Regions from separate parts of the Sus scrofa genome. Here all the other regions are linked to region 1. Evidence: chromatin contacts called from public HiChIP or PLAC-seq and promoter capture Hi-C data. All regions are on one chromosome and are shown on one strand. The core of a region is the stretch at or near the end of the contact, and the rest is flanking DNA. Distances in the headings are between cores, read along the strand shown.

Evidence for each region. Promoter capture Hi-C pulls out the DNA fragments that hold promoters and counts their contacts. HiChIP or PLAC-seq counts read pairs in DNA pulled down with a chosen protein or histone mark.
Region 2: a promoter capture Hi-C map of liver shows a contact between it and region 1, with 5 times the contacts expected there. The contact joins the promoter of SNAP23 here to the promoter of TTBK2 in region 1. A contact is called at or near these places in 3 of 5 promoter capture datasets (fetal liver, fetal skeletal muscle and liver), 13 of 47 Hi-C or Micro-C datasets (alveolar macrophages, brain, embryonic fibroblasts and 7 more) and 2 of 2 datasets of contacts at active chromatin or transcription factors (alveolar macrophages and skeletal muscle).
Region 3: a contact with region 1 is called in an H3K27ac HiChIP or PLAC-seq map of alveolar macrophages. The contact joins the promoter of HAUS2 here to the promoter of TTBK2 in region 1. A contact is called at or near these places in 4 of 5 promoter capture datasets (fetal liver, fetal skeletal muscle and liver), 10 of 47 Hi-C or Micro-C datasets (brain, embryonic fibroblasts, fetal skeletal muscle and 5 more) and 2 of 2 datasets of contacts at active chromatin or transcription factors (alveolar macrophages and skeletal muscle).
Region 4: an H3K27ac HiChIP or PLAC-seq map of alveolar macrophages shows a contact between it and region 1. The contact joins the promoter of STARD9 here to the promoter of TTBK2 in region 1. A contact is called at or near these places in 3 of 5 promoter capture datasets (fetal liver, fetal skeletal muscle and liver), 3 of 47 Hi-C or Micro-C datasets (embryonic fibroblasts and heart right ventricle) and 2 of 2 datasets of contacts at active chromatin or transcription factors (alveolar macrophages and skeletal muscle).
Region 5: a contact with region 1 is called in an H3K27ac HiChIP or PLAC-seq map of alveolar macrophages. The contact joins the enhancer-like site here to the promoter of TTBK2 in region 1. A contact is called at or near these places in 2 of 5 promoter capture datasets (fetal liver and liver), 9 of 47 Hi-C or Micro-C datasets (alveolar macrophages, embryonic fibroblasts, epiblast stem cells and 4 more) and 2 of 2 datasets of contacts at active chromatin or transcription factors (alveolar macrophages and skeletal muscle).

Annotation. Positions count from the first base shown.
Region 1 is chr1:128,488,080-128,491,620 of Sscrofa11.1, forward strand. It overlaps TTBK2 (tau-tubulin kinase 2), which reads left to right and starts at 1,607. Exons shown (of 15, transcript XM_003353383.5): 1 at 1,607-1,999.
Region 2 is chr1:128,887,032-128,890,572 of Sscrofa11.1, forward strand. It overlaps SNAP23 (synaptosome associated protein 23), which reads right to left and starts at 1,924. Exons shown (of 8, transcript NM_001244719.1): 1 at 1,833-1,924.
Region 3 is chr1:128,837,463-128,841,003 of Sscrofa11.1, forward strand. It overlaps HAUS2 (HAUS augmin like complex subunit 2), which reads right to left and starts at 1,565. Exons shown (of 6, transcript NM_001243905.1): 1 at 1,459-1,565. The coding sequence starts at 1,551. It overlaps LRRC57 (leucine rich repeat containing 57), which reads left to right and starts at 1,675. Exons shown (of 6, transcript NM_001244811.1): 1 at 1,675-1,857; 2 at 1,949-2,054; 3 at 2,152-2,290. The coding sequence starts at 1,971.
Region 4 is chr1:128,807,184-128,810,724 of Sscrofa11.1, forward strand. It overlaps STARD9 (stAR-related lipid transfer protein 9), which reads right to left and starts at 1,768. Exons shown (of 35, transcript XM_021097164.1): 1 at 1,619-1,768. The coding sequence starts at 1,665.
Region 5 is chr1:128,752,826-128,756,366 of Sscrofa11.1, forward strand. All of the region lies in intron 3 of STARD9 (stAR-related lipid transfer protein 9), which reads right to left. Among named protein-coding and RNA genes, the nearest start is that of STARD9, 54 kb to the right of the region's middle. Within about 2 kb of position 1,561, at least 1 of the 83 cell types and tissues checked has an H3K27ac peak or open chromatin away from gene starts, as enhancers often do. A contact at or near this core is called in alveolar macrophages, where this site is marked.

The sequences.
Region 1 (3,541 bases), core at 357-2,856:
TTCCATATGCTGTTGGCACTTAGTGCTAGGCATAATTTCAATGAATCTGAAATTTTTTCCCCTATAAATTTCTTTGACTTTAAAGTATTTACAGAAACACTAATCCTTTCGGATTTAAATTAGTTGCCCTGCCTGTACTCTGAAGTGAACTATACTCTGTTAGACAAAGTAATGCAAAAAGCAACTTGTGGTTTTAATCAGTGGAACAAAAACAATTTGGCAACTTCTTTAAGTTTGAATAGAACAGATGAGCTGCATCATCAATTGCCTTTAATGTACATTTTGTCCTGCTTTTTATCCAAGAATCTAGTCAAGACAGACTGCTGTTTTTCGAATAATGTCAAGAGGCTCTGGCATTTCCCGAACAAGAAGAAACAGATTCAATAATAGTTATGAGATTGAATATAGGATTCATATTTAACCTTTCTACATTCTTAATTAGCTTTAATCATGATGTCACTTGAGTGAAGAAAAAGATTTAAAGTCAAATGAAGGTTGTAATGCATCACAATCTTTCAGTCCATGGCAGACTCCTGGGAGTCACTGTGATTATTGAGTAAAAAAAAGCATAGGACAAGGGACGTTTAAGATACGCACGTTTTTGGTTCTGCCACTAAATAGTTTTGTAGATCCAGGAAAGCTGTTAAACTTCTTGGAGTTTTTTTCTTCTGTAAGTTGGTGGGTAAGGATGGGAGAGGGGTTTAATCGTAAGGTTGCCTCTTTACCAAACAGCTTGATACATCAACACCGAATACAAATTATCCCACACAGCCTCAATGCTCCGCCCCCCTCCCTTTTTTTTTGGAAAGCCTTCTACGGACTCCCACATTCTCTTGCTTAGAATCATATACTGCACCTCCCAGGGCTGCTCACTGAACCCTTCAGTGGTGATGTTTCAAAAAGGGAATGAAATCTTGTTCGCTACAGTTGTGGAAACCCTAAGGATACGCCGGGCTCCAGGCTAATATTCCTTTCCGGAGGTTTCTGTCTCCTTGCTTACAGTTTTAGGCTTTTCCCAGCACTCATCGGTGATTAGCTTTATGTTAGGTTGTTCTGGGGAAGACGCCAATTTGCCAGATCCTGGCAGCGCTGGTTCATGCCAGGAGGTGGCACGGCAGGGCCTCACGACTTGGGGCCCTTCTTCATGACCCAATGCCTCAGCTCAGCTTGTGGAAATTCGTATGGTGAGAAAGCATTTTCGATTTTCTTCAGAAAAGGCCAACCCTGGCGTCACAACCATCACTATATAACCAAGATAACTGTTGAGCTAGGAAGACCCCACTGTGAGCCAACTAGTCCCAGAAGCCCACTTCTCCTCTCTGGGCCGGCAGGCAGTTGACGTTGAGGCTGGAACTACGAGGTCCAGAATCCCCTCGCGCACGCGCGCTTCCATTGTGATGCTCCTTTCCCGGTAACTCGCCCTCTCAGGCAAACCTGAAGATAGCGGCAATTCTCCGGTGGGGGCGGAGATGTTCTTTGCCTGACTCTCCGCCCCTTTCGTGATAGGCAATGGGACCAGCCAACCGATGTGGCGGACTCGGGACGCGTTCTCCAATCAGCACCTGTGGCGGAGAGGTGGGCGTGCGCACTGGCAGGGCAGGTGGGCTAGGCTGTGCTAGGTTGCGACGGGGGAGAATAACGTCGGGTCGGGTCAGCGGGCGCTGCAGTAGTCGCCGCAGCGGCGATGGGAGCGGTAGGGACCAGGCGGCGGCGGTGGCGGCAAGAGGAGAAGCAGGGGCTGAAACTAGAGCAGCGGCTGAGGGCCGCCAGCAGCAGCAGTAACTGCAGCAGCCGCCGCCGCCGCCAGTAAACGCGGACGGTACCCGAGGGGACTACTCGGCCGGCCGGCCCTCGAAGCCGCGCTGGGTCCCGCCGCAGTCGTCGGCGGGGGATGGGCAGGCGGCGGCAGTCCCGCCTGCTGTGGGTTGACTCCTGCGGGTCCCGGCCCTGAGCTGGACCGGAACCCTCCGCCCGAATCGCTGCGTTTGCCACGGCCCAGGTAGGACACACCCCCCCGGACCCCCTGGGCGCAGCTGGGGGAGCTCCGCACCCTGCCCTCCCCTACTCCTAACCCCCTCCTGCGGCCGCACCCCTAGCCCAATGACCGACCCAGGTGTGGAGGGAAGGGGTACCAGAGACTCCCGGGTCGCAGACTCCCTGGGTTTGTGCCAGACCTAGTCACTCCAACTCGGAGATCGCCTGCTTCTCCTCGGTTTCCCCAAAGGGTTGTGCCTCGTATCCCCAGAAGCTTTTGGTGTCTTCACTGAACTTCGAGGGTCACAAAGCTTCGTTCTATTTCTTTTTCTGTGGGTGACCCACATACCACTTGTATTCATGTTGAGTCTGGTACCAGGACTAAATCCAGGATTCTCAGCATATCCTGAGCGGTTCTTTCCCATCCGGCTCCCCCAAATGCGATAGAAGAGGGCATGGGACTGTAGAATCTGTTGTGTAGTAACGGCAATGGAGGCCCTGACTTTCTGGTACTTAGGGTGCAAGGTAGAAGGATTTGCTCGTCGTTGGCTTTGACTAAGATGATGTTGACACTCCGGGATGCTGTGGGAGGGACGAGAGTCCACACGTATTTACCTGCACATCCGAAGTAAATAATCCATTGGGAATCCAGGATACTTTATCCACAGTGAACTTAATTTTATTTGAGTCGTGGCTGCGTTAGAAGGTAAAAATGACATTGAGTTGTACTTTGCTTTGAATTAAAGTTGGTAGGTGGCAGCAATCCGGCATTAACTCTTCTCATCCCTTGCTTTAGAAATTGTTCTTTGAACATCAAAAAGGGCAATGTTGTTATAATTTGTGTTCATGTAAAGATGTTTTGGTATTAAATAGAAAGCAAGTTTTTTAATGCATGTATGAGGTTTGCATTATTATGAATGGGCACATGTACACACGGAGTATCCACTCAGTGTGTTTTTGTTACAGTGTTTGGTTCTGAGCCATTAATAACAGTTGCATTGGTTTCTAACACTGATTTGTCATGATGGGCCACAAAGATGTGTTTACTATATTCTTTTGGCTAAATATAATAGAGTAACGTTCATTTGGGTAGAAAGGGTGATGGGAGATTGATTTTAAATCTGAACACTGTATAGTTCTTTTTTAAATAAAGCAGTATTGAGAACAAATATTACTTATATGACTAATCTTGAAGAATTCATCTTAACTAAAATTTTTTCAAATAACAGGTGTGTGGACTTGGATTACATATTGTGATCTTTTGAAATTGAAAACATATTGAAAGGAATCTGTATAGAAGCTTATGTTTTCCTATGTGGTACATTTTTATCAAGGCACAAGCATGATTATGAAGGAAAGTTTAGCTAGAATGTTAGGAAATACTTTTTATTCTTTCAGTTTTAGACACATGAAAGAAATGGAAATCCTCAGCTTCATTAATTTAATTTGTAATATCAAATTGAAATAAATTTGATTTCAGTAGAAGGCTAAGAATGCTATATATCTTGCTCATTATCTTGTACTATGGTTAATACATAATTTAGTGAATTCTCTGTTGTACTATGTA
Region 2 (3,541 bases), core at 674-3,173, 400 kb after region 1:
TTCACAAAAATGTCAAAGAGTGAACATCCTTTTTTTCCCTTTTGCTATTCTAATCTACTTTCATCTGGTTTGTTAGAATTATGTCACAACAATGAATGCCATCACAAGGCTCACAGAATTTTGGAATCTTCTGCCCTTAGAGTTTAGATAATCCAATCTTCATTTTATTTAAAAAAAAGAGGCAATTAGGCCCAAAGCACTATTTTCCAAAGCGCAAAGCAAGAAAAAGAAATTTTAGTTGTTATTTAAGCAATACGTACGTGCTTAGTAGTTAACATATTTATTACTTTGGAAATCTTTTATGATGGTGGTATGGTTCATACCAAGGGAAGTAACAACAGCTGTCCCATCAGCAACAGGGTCTGTTTTTAGGTTTGTTTGTTTGCTTTCTTTTTGGTTCAAGGGTGGGTTCTGAATGATAAAAAGATGTGACCTTCAGTTCAGTGAGCTTGTTACTAAAGCTAATTTAGAGTAAAAGAAACAAATACTAAGAAGCATTCAGAAATTCTGTTTATAGGAAAGAGTGTGTAATATTGTTAAAAACATAATGACACAATAAGCCATTCCTATTCTGGAACTAAGATAATAGCAATTCTCTAGGGCATATTTACATGTCACAAGCACCTAGAAAAAGATCCCTAGCAACACTGATATCTAAGTTGTGGGTTAAGTTACATGATCATTTAATTTACTTTCACATGGCCTGTCAAAGGAGCATGGTCATATAGGAAGAGGGTTTTCTCCTAATATTTGTTAATATTTATATGAAAGTGTTTTTTTCTCATTACCTCTTTCCAAAGGAATGAAAGGCAGGTGATTAGTGGATGCCTTAGGAATCAAATTTGCTGGTGGAAGAAATAATATTTTAAAATTTTACTATGAAATATTTTAAGTTTAAATGTCAAAGTATTCTTGCTAAAGATGTCTCATGAATTTCAAGCGTGGTATCTTTCAGGCTAACCAAGAAAGTGGAAGAACCATTTCCATCTGGCCAAACCTGCAGGATTTCACCAGAACATCTGCAAACCAGTTTTAAGGTCCCAGGGCAGATGGAATAATATCACTCTCAATTCTTGAAATACCTTCTACTAAGAAGCTACATTATTTTCAGGAAGCTAAGGCAACACTGTCATAAGCTGCCAGTATCCATAATCGCCTCCAGCCCTCCCCAAAGGAGAGGGCAAGTAGCAAAAGGCAAAATTTATATTCTCTTCTCATCTTCTTTTCCCAATTTTGACGACTTTCGTTGCCTCTGACCCCCATCTGCCTTGTCTAGCATTGTGGTGACTAATGATGAAAAAAAGTTCCAGGTGAAACAGCACTTTCCAGGACTTCCCCACCACCACCACCATTTACTCCGTGGAATTTTACTTTTAATAACTCTTTCCTTCGTTTGTCTTCAGTGAAGCCGCGAGCCAAGTACAGACTTTCCTAGAGAGCATGGACTCTCCAATGCCATGAATCTCAGAAACCTTTTTCATACAGGTAGTTGAAAATTAATCTGATCACTGTGGCCACCATAAAGTCTATTAATCCCGACAACTGCGAGGGTGAGAAGTCAGGGAGTGGGAGTTTACCTCTGCTAGGTTTCAAGGAAAGTCCGGAGAACCAACATCCCTCCACCCTTCCTCCTCTGACCCCTAGAGAGTCTCCAGGAGCCTCGCGTCTTCGAGCCCGGCCGGACCGGCTCAGTTCGGGCCAGAGCGCCCCCTCCTCCCCTCAAGCCCGACCCCACCAGTTTTTCAACTGTCACGATATACACTTTCTCCTTGGGATTATGAACCCAATCTTCACGGCAGCCAGCTCCCTCAATCCCACTCCTGGAGACTCACCAAGCAGTTCCGGCCACTCCTCTCCGGCCGCAGCAGATCGGACACCCGCAGGCCGGACTCTCCAACTGCTCTCTTCTTGCGCCTGCGCGCGCCGAACCTGCGCGCCTGCGCGCTCCTCCGGCGCGGCGGGCGCGGACACACCCCTGCAGCTGGAGCCAATCACCCTGGTGTGGGGGCGGGGGGGCGGTTTAAATCTCCCTGCCACGCAGGCGAAGAGTCTGGGGACTCACCGGTTAACCCGACAATTCGGGTCCCGCCCAAGATGGAAAGTGTTTATGCAATAAACATTTACCGAGGGCAAACCGTGTACCAGGCAATGTACGAGATGAATGTTGAGGAAGAGAAAACGAATAGAATGCCTCCCCGACCTTTGCCTAGACTGGGACATAGATATGTAAACAAATTGTAGTGGACAGAATATAGTGCTTGGAATATGAAAAATCCGAGGCGCCGTTGGGGCACAGTGAACAAAGCGCTTTATTCTTAGGGTATCTGGAAGAGTTCCCGGAGGAAGTGACTTTTGAATCGTGAAGGCTAAGTAGGAGTTCCCCCGGAAATTTGGAATGGAAGGAGATAGGAGTTTCCAGACTGTGAGAACAGAGTGTGCCAAGAACAACATAACACCTTCTGGAAATTCCTTGCAGTTCATCCTACTTGAGAGGCTTAAAGCGCGCCGCCTTCCGGTGAAGGGGAGAAAGGGTTTTTAAAAGTTGGCAATGATGTAGTTTCTGCTGTGACTCAGTGGGTTAAGGACTTAACAGTTGTCTCTGTGAGGATGCAGTTTCAATCTTTGGCCTGGCTCAGTGGGTTAAGGATCCTCCCATCTTGCTGCAGCTTCACAGATGCCCCAGGAATCTGGAGCTGCAGGCTGCAGCTTCAGCTCCTATTCAACCCCTGGCTTGGGAATTTTCATATGCCACAGATGCAGCTGTTAAAAAAAAAAGTTGGCAATGATACTACTACATGTGAAATAGATAACTAATAAGGACCTACTGTATAACACAGGGAATGATACCCAACATTTTGTAATATATATATCTGAATCACTGTGCTGTACTCATGAAACTAACATAACATTGTAAATCAATCATACTACAATTTTTTAAAAAAGTTAGATCTTAGAAGATCTTGCATTTTTTCACTTTACCATGATCACTGAGAATATCAAAAGATCTTAAGCAGGAGTTCCCAACGTGGCTCAGTGGTTAAAGAATCCGACTAGGAACCATGAGGTTGCAGGTTCGATCCCTGGCCTTCCTCAGTGGGTTAAGGATCTGGCATTGCAGTGAGCTATGGTGTAGGTTGCAGACGTGGCTCGGATCCCAAGTTGCTGTGGCTCTGGCGTAGGCCGGCGGCTATAGCTCCAATTGGACCCCTAGCCTGGGAACCTCCATATGCCAAAGGAGCAGCCCTAGAAAAGGCAAAAAGAGGGAAAAAAAAAAAAAGATTTTAAGCAGATCTGGAAATGCTTCCAGGCATCACTAAGAATAAAGCACAGTGCTGGAAATAAAAAACCTTTCACAGGAGTTTGTGTACTCCTAAAAGTTCAAGGAAGATGAAGCCTGGGAAATATCCTTCCAATTTAGTAACACAGAAGTCATTGGTGATCTTAGCGAAAACCATGTGATAGAATGATGAGGTTGAAAGATAGACTGCGGAGTTCCTGTTGTGGTGCAGTGGAAATGAATCAGACAAGTAACCGGGAGGTT
Region 3 (3,541 bases), core at 315-2,814, 350 kb after region 1:
CTGTGCAATAAATAACATTGTAAGATGGGCTTAAGGAGCCATGGATTGGCAGATATTACCTGTAGGCAAAAGAGGTAACTGTCTAATCAGTGTTACTTGAGGGACACTAACAGCAGCCCAATTCTCTCACCAGAGACTTACTCCTTTGGTTTAGGTGTTTTTATCTCCCACCAGTACGTTCTAAAGGGATAAATCCCAAATCTTGTAGCATGAACTTTGCAAATTACTTTGGTACAGAACTAGACAACACTAGTGAGAGCATTATGCAACGTGGCAGAAAGAAAACACAGGAGAGAAGTGAGGAAGGTGAGAACTATGGAGTGCTGTGGTTATGTTTTGTCTACTTTCCAATGCATTCCTTACTTCCACTCATTTTCCCCAAAATCCATAAAAAGTCTTGTTACTAGGTCTTCAAGTTCTTCAACAGTTTAAACTCTTTCAAGACAGTGTCACAAGTCATCCTAGAGATGATATGATGTGTCAGAAAAGGGAGAGCATCGGGATCTAACTACTTCGCTAGTTGAGTGACTTGGACATGTTTCTTGGTCTCCTTAGGTTTTTGTTTTTGCATCTTAAAATTACTCTAAGCAGATAATAGAATTCTCTAATGACTCTTCTGGGTATAAAGACTTGCATATTTCCCACAAATCTTCCATCATGTGTATACCGCTAATCTCTGCAGATGGTTTTACCTATTTTTCTCAGTTTCCTTTTTTAGTGAAATTTCTCAACTTCTTCATTACCTCAAAATTTCTTTCTCTTCTCTTAACCCCACTTTCCCCATTCCCTTGTCACATCTGCTATTTCTATTTCATTACTCCCTCACATCTTCAATTTCTCCCTCCATTGGCTCTTTCCCTTTGACCTGCGAACATGCGCTTCCTTGCCGAATCTAAAACTACCACCCCCTTGAGCTAGTCTCCCTCTTCTCTTCTCAAAATTAACACCTTCCTTCATTCAGGTTCCAAGGTTTTATGGGTCTTCTTCGCCAATATTTTTTTCCCCTGGCCTTTAAAGATGCATGCCTCCCTTGCCGCTCTCCTGTATCCAGCGTCTCCCGTAATGCCTCAATATTTCACACAAACGAGCGTTATTTGGAGATTTATGTTTTAGCACCCACCCGTACTTCCCAACCCCGCCACCCATTACAATCTACAGGCGGTATCACTGAATGAAAAAAAGCGGGGAACACTAATCTTTATTATCGCCCATGAAATGATCTGGAGTAACTCACTCGCCAGACACTTGAAACACCTTCTCAGAATCAAGATTTTGCAGAACCCACAGCGGACTAGACACTTCTGCCGCCCGCAAGGAGCTCCACTTGCCTCGAACCTAGCACAGCCTCCAGCTAACCCTCACACCCACTCCCGCAGCCAACACCACCACCACCACCTCACAGCCATCTTCTGTCACCACTTTGGGCACCCCCTTAATGACGCCATAGCCCCCACGCACCTGAGTGACCAACCCTGAAGCTACGAAATGGCCCAGCAGTAGCCCGGCAGCGTTTGGCGCGGAGGCCAGGTCCCAGGGGCTAGCGGCAGCCATGGCTGGGCAACACCTTCCCGGGTGGCGCGGAGAGTGAGTGGAACGCTCGGCGCGGCTCGATGACGTCACAGGGTGTTTCCTCCCGGGCGGGGAACTCATCCCCTGCGAGCGCGGGTCCTGGTTCTTTCTCCACCCAGCCGGCTGTGAGCTGAGGGGTAGGAGGCGAGTTCCGGGATTCCGGATCCTCCCTAGGCTCCTAGCGGCGGCTGGTTTCGGAAGAGCTGCAAAATCGGCAGGGCCTGGTGTTCTGCTCTTTCTTCCCAGCCACTCTTGGGCTGGCCCCCAAGATCCAGGGATCCGCAGGAGGTGACAGCTGAGGCTTCAGACCCAGCCGGGAGGCCAACCGGGTGGCTGGGTGCCTGGACCGAGCGGTGACAGCTGCGCTTCCTTCCCACAGGGACCTGAGCAGTGGCGCTAGGATGGGAAACAGTGCCCTCCGTGCTCATGTGGAAACCGCGCAGAAAACTGGTGTCTTTCAGCTTAAGGATCGTGGGCTGACCGAGGTGAGACTGGAAGGACTCGGACCAGGGAATTTAAAGGGAGAGGGACGGCGGGCGGGGAAGTTAAAGGATTCTCTGCGCTGTGAACCCCTTTCATCAGTTCCCCTCAGAGTTGCAGAAGCTGACAAGCAATCTCAGGACCATCGACTTGTCCAGCAACAAGATCGAGAGTCTACCGCCTATGATTATAGGGAAGTTCACTCTACTGAAGAGCCTCTCCTTGAACAACAACAGACTGAGTACGGCTTTTGCGCCTGGGGAGGCTTTTGCGCCTGGGGAGGTTTGCTCCTGGGGAAGCTTTTGCTAGTGATAAGGTGTTAAAGAGGGTGGTTTTTCTCTTGGAATATAGTGTGGAGTGTGATTATAATGTTATAAAACTAGTTTTCAAATAAATATATCAGAATCTTAAGGGAAAAAAAGGGTGGTTTTTTCCTAACAAGCTGATTGTTGTTATGAAACAGTTCAGGAGCTCAAGACTAGGGAGAATGTCTGAGTCCTTGAAGCTTTCTATCTGTTGTAATTATATTTATAAGCCTCCTCTGGTATTGTATTGTTGGGGATGGGGTTAATTTGGATTTGAAAGGGACTGTCTTTGGGAGGTAATGTAGGCAGGGCTAATTTTGCTACTGATTTGGAAGGGCAGATGGGATGGAAAGGGGAGGGTGTTCCAAATCCCACAAAACTGCTGTGGGATTGTGCAGTGGCCCCTTCACAAAAGGAGCCCATTATACACATAATGCTTTCCCGCATTTTTTTTTTTTTTTTTTGGTCTTTTGTCCTTTTAGGGCCACACCGGCGGCATATGGAGGTTCCTGGGCTAGGGGTCTAATTGGAACTGTTGCTGCTGGCCTACGCCAGAGCCACAGCAATGCCAGATCTGAGCCACGTCTGCAACCTATACCACAGCTCACAACAACGCCAGATCCTTAACCCGCTGAGAGGGGCCAGAGATCAAACCTGTAACCTCAAGGTTTCCTAGTAGGATTCATTTCCGCTACACCACGATGGAAACTCCACTTTCCTGCATTTTGATCCTCACCTTCTGAAGACTATGTTGGTAAAAAGGTATAAAAATGGCACAACATGTGAAATGCCTATACATATGTATATATGTATACATATATATATATATATATTTTTTTTTTTTTTGTCTTTTGTCTTTTTTTTAGGGCTGAACCCCTGGCTTATGGAGGTTCCCAGGCTAGGGGTCAAATTTGAGCTACAGCTGCTGGCCTAGACCACAGCCACAGCAACGCCTAATCCAACTTGCGTCTTCGGCCTACACCACAGCTCACAGCAACGCCGGATCCTTAGCCCACTGGGCGAGGCCAGGGATGGAACACTGCAACCACAACCTCAAGGTTCCTAGTCAGATTCGTTTCCGCTGCGCCACAATAGGGAACTCCAAAAATTCCTATGTATATTAACAAGAGGAGTAACAGCTACCATGTAGTTTTTATATACTTCATCAAAAGTGCTTTTCAGCTGTT
Region 4 (3,541 bases), core at 518-3,017, 320 kb after region 1:
AGCAGCAGCCTGCTAATAACTGCTTACACCTGGCTATCTGCAGTCTTGACCTTCGACTCCCTGCTGAAGGGTCAAGGCTCCTAACCTGAGCTAAAAGTAAATAACTTCTGTGCCCCTCTTTTCCCTCCTCTTTTGTTTAATATGTTATTCTCCATGTGGCTGCAAATAACTTAATTTCAACAGCATTTTCTTAAACTAATCCATGCTATTATTAATTCCTAGTTTCCAAGGAACTGAGAACTTACTGTTAGGAGTGGTCAGTATTGTTATCCTGAGGACCCAGAAGAACAGTTTCACAAGAAGAGGATCAGCTAGAGGCTATCTTGAGAGTGGCAGCTGTACCCACGAAAACCCACCGACCCTGAGCCACTACATCTGTAAGGCTGAAACCAGATGTCATAAACCATGCACCAATATTAAACACAGCAGTTCAGACACGTGCTTGCTTTCCTGCCTTCTTCATTGTACCTCTTTTGTATTTTCCTTCTTTCTTTTCAGTTTTTGCTCCTTTCCCTCATTTCATTGCTTTCCTCATTATTCTGTCAATTCCATGACTTTTCAAAGCCAATCACCACCAATCAGGACAAACATAATCCCTGCTAGTACCAAATTCTGTTATGGGAGATTATGCCTGATTTGACCCTTCGGCCCAATTTTCCAGCCAACTTATGTCCTGGAAAATTTTAAACCTCCCAAATGGTTCCAATATGTGCTTTCTGGTCCCAAAACACATTGTCAGCTTTATCTCCTACCACTCACCTCCCTCCACACACCCTCTCAACCGAAACTCTTGTTTCCTAACAGCCTAAGTCCTTAGATCTCAGTATTGTGCTCTTTACATCTTCTGCACCTGTCAGCAAACTCTATTAGCTCTTTAAAAAGCTACTAGCTTCAAACGCCAACCCTTCTGAGAAGCCCTCCCTGAATTTCCAAACCTATCAGAGGAAAATCAGTGAAAAGGGAAAGAAATTGTGTGTCCGCGCAGTGGATGCCTTAACAGCTGAGAAGTGCAGGGTCACATTCAGCCATGAGGAACCGGGCACTGGCTACAATGAGGGTTAAAACGACTTCCCTCTAGTCGTAGATCTTCTTTTGGGCACAGAATGAAATCACGACCCCTCTGAGCCTCTTTCCCTTTCATGCCTTCCTCCACAGCTTCACAGAGAAACCCCTGGGCAGGCAGGAACACACACAACTCTGCCTCAGTCCTCACAGATACTCCAGAGCCACCGAGAAGAGACAGGAGACCGCGGCTCCCTCACGCGCCAAGAGACATTTTGCCAGCCCTTCTCAGCAAACCCAGAGAAAAAGGCCCAATTCGTGCATCACCAAGACTTGGGCCGCGGTCCCTCAAAACCCCTGCTGGCAGGACTCCAGGGACGCAGACAGGGCAGACCACCCTGAGACCATTCACTCACCACTACCCGCCGGGCAGTAATCGAAAACTCAACCCAAGCGAGGCCTGGTCCTGCCAGGCTTTACAGTTTCCGGACGCTGGCCCCTTGGACCACTTTGTGTCTGATCTCGCCGCGCCAGAATCTCTTGAGAGAGAGGCGGGTTCCTCAATCTCGACTCAGCTCTTTTGACGCCTCAGGCTCTCCCTCCCGCCCAGACTCACCTTTTGCTGAGGGGCCGGACCCTCACGGCCACCCGCACATTGGCCATCCCTCCGCCACGGCTCAAACCCCACAGGTCCGCCCTGCTGCTGCATCCCCGGCCCCAACCCCAAGCCCAGTCCCAACCCTGTCCGGCCCCGCCTGCCCCACGCGCCTCACGGGACGGCCCCTCCCATGCGCCAGCGGCTGCCCGACCAGGGCGGTGCCTGCCAAGCCTTGGCCAATCCTGAGCTCCGTGGGCGGGAGGACGCGCGGGCTGCCCCGCCTCGCTCCGCCCACACGCCTCACGGGGACGACCCCGCCCGCGCGCGCCGCTGCCTGACCCCGGCTTTGACTGCAGAGCCTAGACCAATCCTGAGCCCCGCGGGTGGGAAGGCGCAGATCCTGGCCGGGTGGGGCCTGCCCTGCCTACTAGGAACTAACTTGTTCTCCCTTTGTGGACGGCGGTAGTGAGTCAAGTAAATACGTTAAGTTTGGTGAACGCCAGACAATTTACAAAATAATTTGCTAAATATTTTTATTCGCTGCGTTCGCCTGAGCTGTCAATTCTTAAGTTTTAAGGGTGGAAATGAAATGGGCAACAAATGTTTTTGCAGTTCTCTATAAGGAGCATGGTCTTTCTTTGACGGGGCATTGGAGTTAAAGGAGTTTAGAACGCTTACTGGAGAGCTTCTCTAGATTGTACTGGAAGCTCATAGCCACCATTACAGTTTGTGATCGTGAAGGGTATATTACCAGATAGAATTAGTTCATTAATTCACCCAAGAAATAGCTACTGCCTGCCAAGAGTCAAGTTGTTCTAAGGCCCTGAGGATACAGCCCCAGGCTTCGTGGAAATTAGAATCCCCAGGGAAGGGAAGAGAGAATAAATACACAATTATATGGTAACTTGAATGGTGCTAAATGAGATTTTTTGAAAAAGGAGAGCAAGGAGGTATGGTAATGGTCTCTGTGTGTGTATGTAGGGGGAAAGGTGCTGCTTTATATGGGATATTCAGGAAAGGCCTTATTGATAAGGTGACAAACAGGTTTGAATAAACTGGGGGGGGCAACTTGCAGGTATTAATTTTATGTATCTAATGAGTAATTCCTAAGAAATCACCTATTATAACCAGGCTCATTGCAGAGAAGAGAGCAAGCAAAGCTCTGACCTCAGGCAGCTTGGTGAGAGAAACTAATAATATGTGAAGCAATTTAAGTAAAATGTGTATGAGATTAGCTAAAGAAAAAATAAAGCAGAAAGGGGATAGGAAGTAAGTAAAGAGGGTGCTGAAACTGTAGATAATGTGGCCCTGGAAGTCCTCGGGAAAGCCTCGTGGAGAATGTGACACTTAAGAAAAATCTTAAGGATGTAAAAGAAGAGTCATGCTGTTGTGTGGAAGGGCAATTTCAGACACAGGGAACAAGCACATGTAAAGGCCCTGAACTTGAAGAAAGCCTGAAATGTTAGAGGAACAGCAGGAAAACCAATGGGGATAGAATGGCATGGCAGAGGCAGAGAGTCATAAAGGGAGCATGAGACCAAGGTAAAGCCTTTGGATTTTATTCTAGGTGAGGTGGAAAGCCATTGGAAAGTGTTAAGGAGAAAAGTAAAATTATGTGGTTTATATTTTTAAAAGATTACTCTGGCCACTGTTTTGAGACTATCCTGAGGAGTGGATAAGCATGGAAGTGCAAGAGGGACCAGTCAGGAGGAAGTTTAAGTGCTCCAGTGATAGTAATAGAGTCATGGTAATGCCTTTGATTAGTGCGTCAGACATGCGCCACTCGTAGTTTACCAATCCAGTCTTCACTCTCATTCGAAAGATCATCCCCAGGGTATTGGGACAGCTGATCTACAGTTCAACTTGACCTGAACCCTAGTCTTCTGCATGGCTCCTCTACGCACTGCTCTGCAGTGGAAAGAACGGCTGTATTAGGGAAAA
Region 5 (3,541 bases), core at 311-2,810, 260 kb after region 1:
CACACATTGCTGTGGCTGTGGTGTAGGCCAAGAGCTGTAGCTCCAATTTGACTCCTAGCCTGGGAACTTCCATATACCACAGGCATGGCACTAGATGAACCAAAAAAAAAAAAAAAGCCACTAAAGTAAAAACAATTTAAAGTTTCTTCATATCTTGTAGGTTTCTAGGGCCTACGGATCATTATTTCCCTCTTAAAATATGAAAATCATATACCTGATTGAGGTTATTTGGCCAATAAAATACATGTTCTTGACCCTTAATACTTTCCCACAAAAAGGCTTCATATAGTCCTCATTTTTTCCTTGGATTTTTAAAAAATTGAGGTATAAATAACACAATACTATATTAGTTTCAGGTATATAACATAATAATTCACTATTTCTGTATATTGGAAAATGATCACCAGAACAAGTCCAATTAACATTCATCACCATACATAATTACAAATTTTTTTCCTGCTATGATCTTTCATTATCCATTCTCTTAGCTCTTTCCAAATATGCATTACAGTATTATTAACAATAGTCACCATGCTGTACGCCATAGTCCCATAATTTACTCATTTTATAACTGGATATTTGTATCTTTTGACCCATACATTTCTATTATTTAAAAATGCTATTATAAACTAAGGTTTTCACACACAAAAAGATTCTTAACCAGTTTTATTAATTTACTTAAGAAATACTTAAGAAAATGGCCTTAAATTCTATTATATATATATATTTATTTTGCTTCTTAGGGCTGCAGCTGCAGCATATGGAGGTTCCCAGGCTAGGGGGTCAAACTGGAGCTACAGCTGCTGGCCAACACCACAGCCATAGCAACGCCAGATCCTTAACACCTGAGTGAAGCCAGGGATCAAACTTGCATGCTCATAGATCCGAGTTGGGTTCGTTAACCACTGAGCCACCACAGAAACTCCTTTTTTTTTAGGGCTGATCCTGTGGCAAATGGAAGTTCCCAGGCTAGGAGTCAAATTGGAGCTGCAGATGCTGGCCTATACCACAGCTACAGCAATGCCAGATCTGAGCCACTTCTGAGACCTACGCCACAGCTCATGGCAATGCAGGATCCTTAACCCACTGAGCGAGGCCACATCCTCATGGATACTAGTGGGGTTCATTACCATTGAGCCACAATGGGAACTCCATAAATTCTGTAATATATTCTTTTTTTTGCTTCTCAGGGCCGCACCCACGACACATAGAGGTTCCCAGGCTAGGGGTCGAATCAGAGCTGCCAGCCTACACCACCACAGGATCTGAGTCACGTCTGTGACCTACACCACAGCTCATGACAGTGCTGGATCCTTAACCCACTGAGCAAGGCAACAGATCAATCCTGTAACCTCATGGTTCCTAGTTGGATTCTTTTCCACTGTGCCATGACGGGAATGCCTATAATATACTATATTTAAATGAATTTTAAATGTTATGTATCTCCCTTAGTCTATACTCCTATTGTTAAAATAAAAGGATTCTAAGAGGAGTCCCCTGGTGGCTCGGTGGACTAAAGATTAGGCGTGGTCACTTCAGTTGCTCTGGTTACGACTTAAGTAACACTGCATTTAATGAAGTAATAGAAAATATCTTTACTTATAAGGATTAGCATCTGAGTATCACTCTGAGAATTATTCTTATAATGTTCTATTACATAAATAAATATCTTTAAAATAGGGGAAAAAAAAACAGAAAATGCTGATAAAAATATTCCCACCATTTAGAGATAACCATTGTTAACATTTTGGTGTATGTAGTTCACTCTTTCAGACTTTTGCTATATTCCTGATAATACCTAATATCCCTTTCAGGTCTTAAATTCTGATATAAATATAGTAACTAAGAATACTTGTCTGGGAGTTCCCTCTGTGGCTCAGCGGAAACAAATCTGCCTAGTATCCATGAGGATGTGGGTTCAATCCCTGGCCTTGCTCAGAGAGTTAAGGATCCAGCATTGCCATGAGCTGTGGTGTAGGTCATGGACTCGGCTTGGATCTCATGTTGCTGTGGCTGTGGTGTAGGCCAGCAGCTACAGCTCTGATTGGACCCCTAGCCTGGGAACCTCCATATACCATGGGTGTGGCCCTAAAAAGACAAAAAAAATAAAAAATTTTAAAAAAAAGAATATTTGTCCTAAGTCAACTGTATTTCAATAAAATTTATTGAAAAAAAAGAACACTTGAATGAGGAAATAAGCCCAATTATTTTTATTTTTTGTTTTACTCTAGTTATTTATGGTACTCATAAGCATAGTTTCACCAATATTTATACTTAAATAACTTAATGTTTTTATTTTAACTTGAAATGTCTACTTAATTTCTCATTGGGAAAGCATGCTTCAGCTCTACCTCTCAGGCATACAAATCTATCTAAGCCACACTGTCCACTTGGCAGTAGCTTATTATAAGTGCATGAAACCTACCTAGGAAGAAAAAGAAGGCCTCATCTGTGCCAGCTTTGCAAAACAGCCCCACAAATTATCAGGAAATACTATTCACTCATCATAAACATCAAGCTGGTCCCTCAATGCTACTCTGAGTCATTCATCTTTGGGTCTGTGCTCAGCATAAATCTTCAGAGTCCCTTCCCACTAAAAGCTTGCCTAGGAGTTAATCAACATCATTTGGGTCCTATTTCTGGTCTTTTGAAGCAGATTTAAAACAAAAACAAAAACAAAAACAAAAAAACAGGCAACAGGCTATATATATTTGACTGACAGATAAAACTAGATTTCCTATTTGCCTTTTCCATTTTATACTCTGAACTACAGATAAATTTATTTCCCATATTTATTCATATCATATATATCCATGCACTGCATACCATGGAAATTGTTGTTTAAACAGTTTCCAAGGAACAGGAGGAGAAAGAAACTACAACAAAATTTTGAAATGCAGGTAAACATGAATAAGGTCAACTGAAACCTATGTCATACCTAAGGAAGAGAGAGAAGAAAGAATCGTTGTTCAGGGCTGGGGAAGTAAGGGGGGCAGGGGAACAGTCTTGAGATATGCAGGTCCCAGAACTGGGGCAGGAAGTTATTTATTAAATCCATAACAGGGACCTAGCACTGAATAGAGTGCATTGGGAGATTTGAAAGATATTTAAAACACTGTCTTGATCTACAATGAGCCTATCTAAACGACAATGAAAACATAACCATATGAAACTATGGGATGCAGCAAAAAGTTCTTAGAGGGAAGTTCGAAGTGATACAGGAAATTAAAAAAAAACTCAAATAAACAATCTAACCCAACCCCTAAAAGAAGTAGAAAAAAAGAACAAACAAACCTAAAGTCAGTAGAAGGAAGGAAATAATGAAGATCAGAGAGGAAATAGAGATTAAAAAATACTACAAAAAAAATCAATAAAACCAAAAGCTAGTTCTTTGAAAGGGTAAACAACTTACAAACCTCTGGCAATGCTCACCAATAAGAAAACAGGGAATAACCAAATAAACAAAGCAAGAAATGAAAGAGGAGAAAACACAACTGATAACACAGAAGAAAAAATCTTAAGAGAATATTATGAACAATTT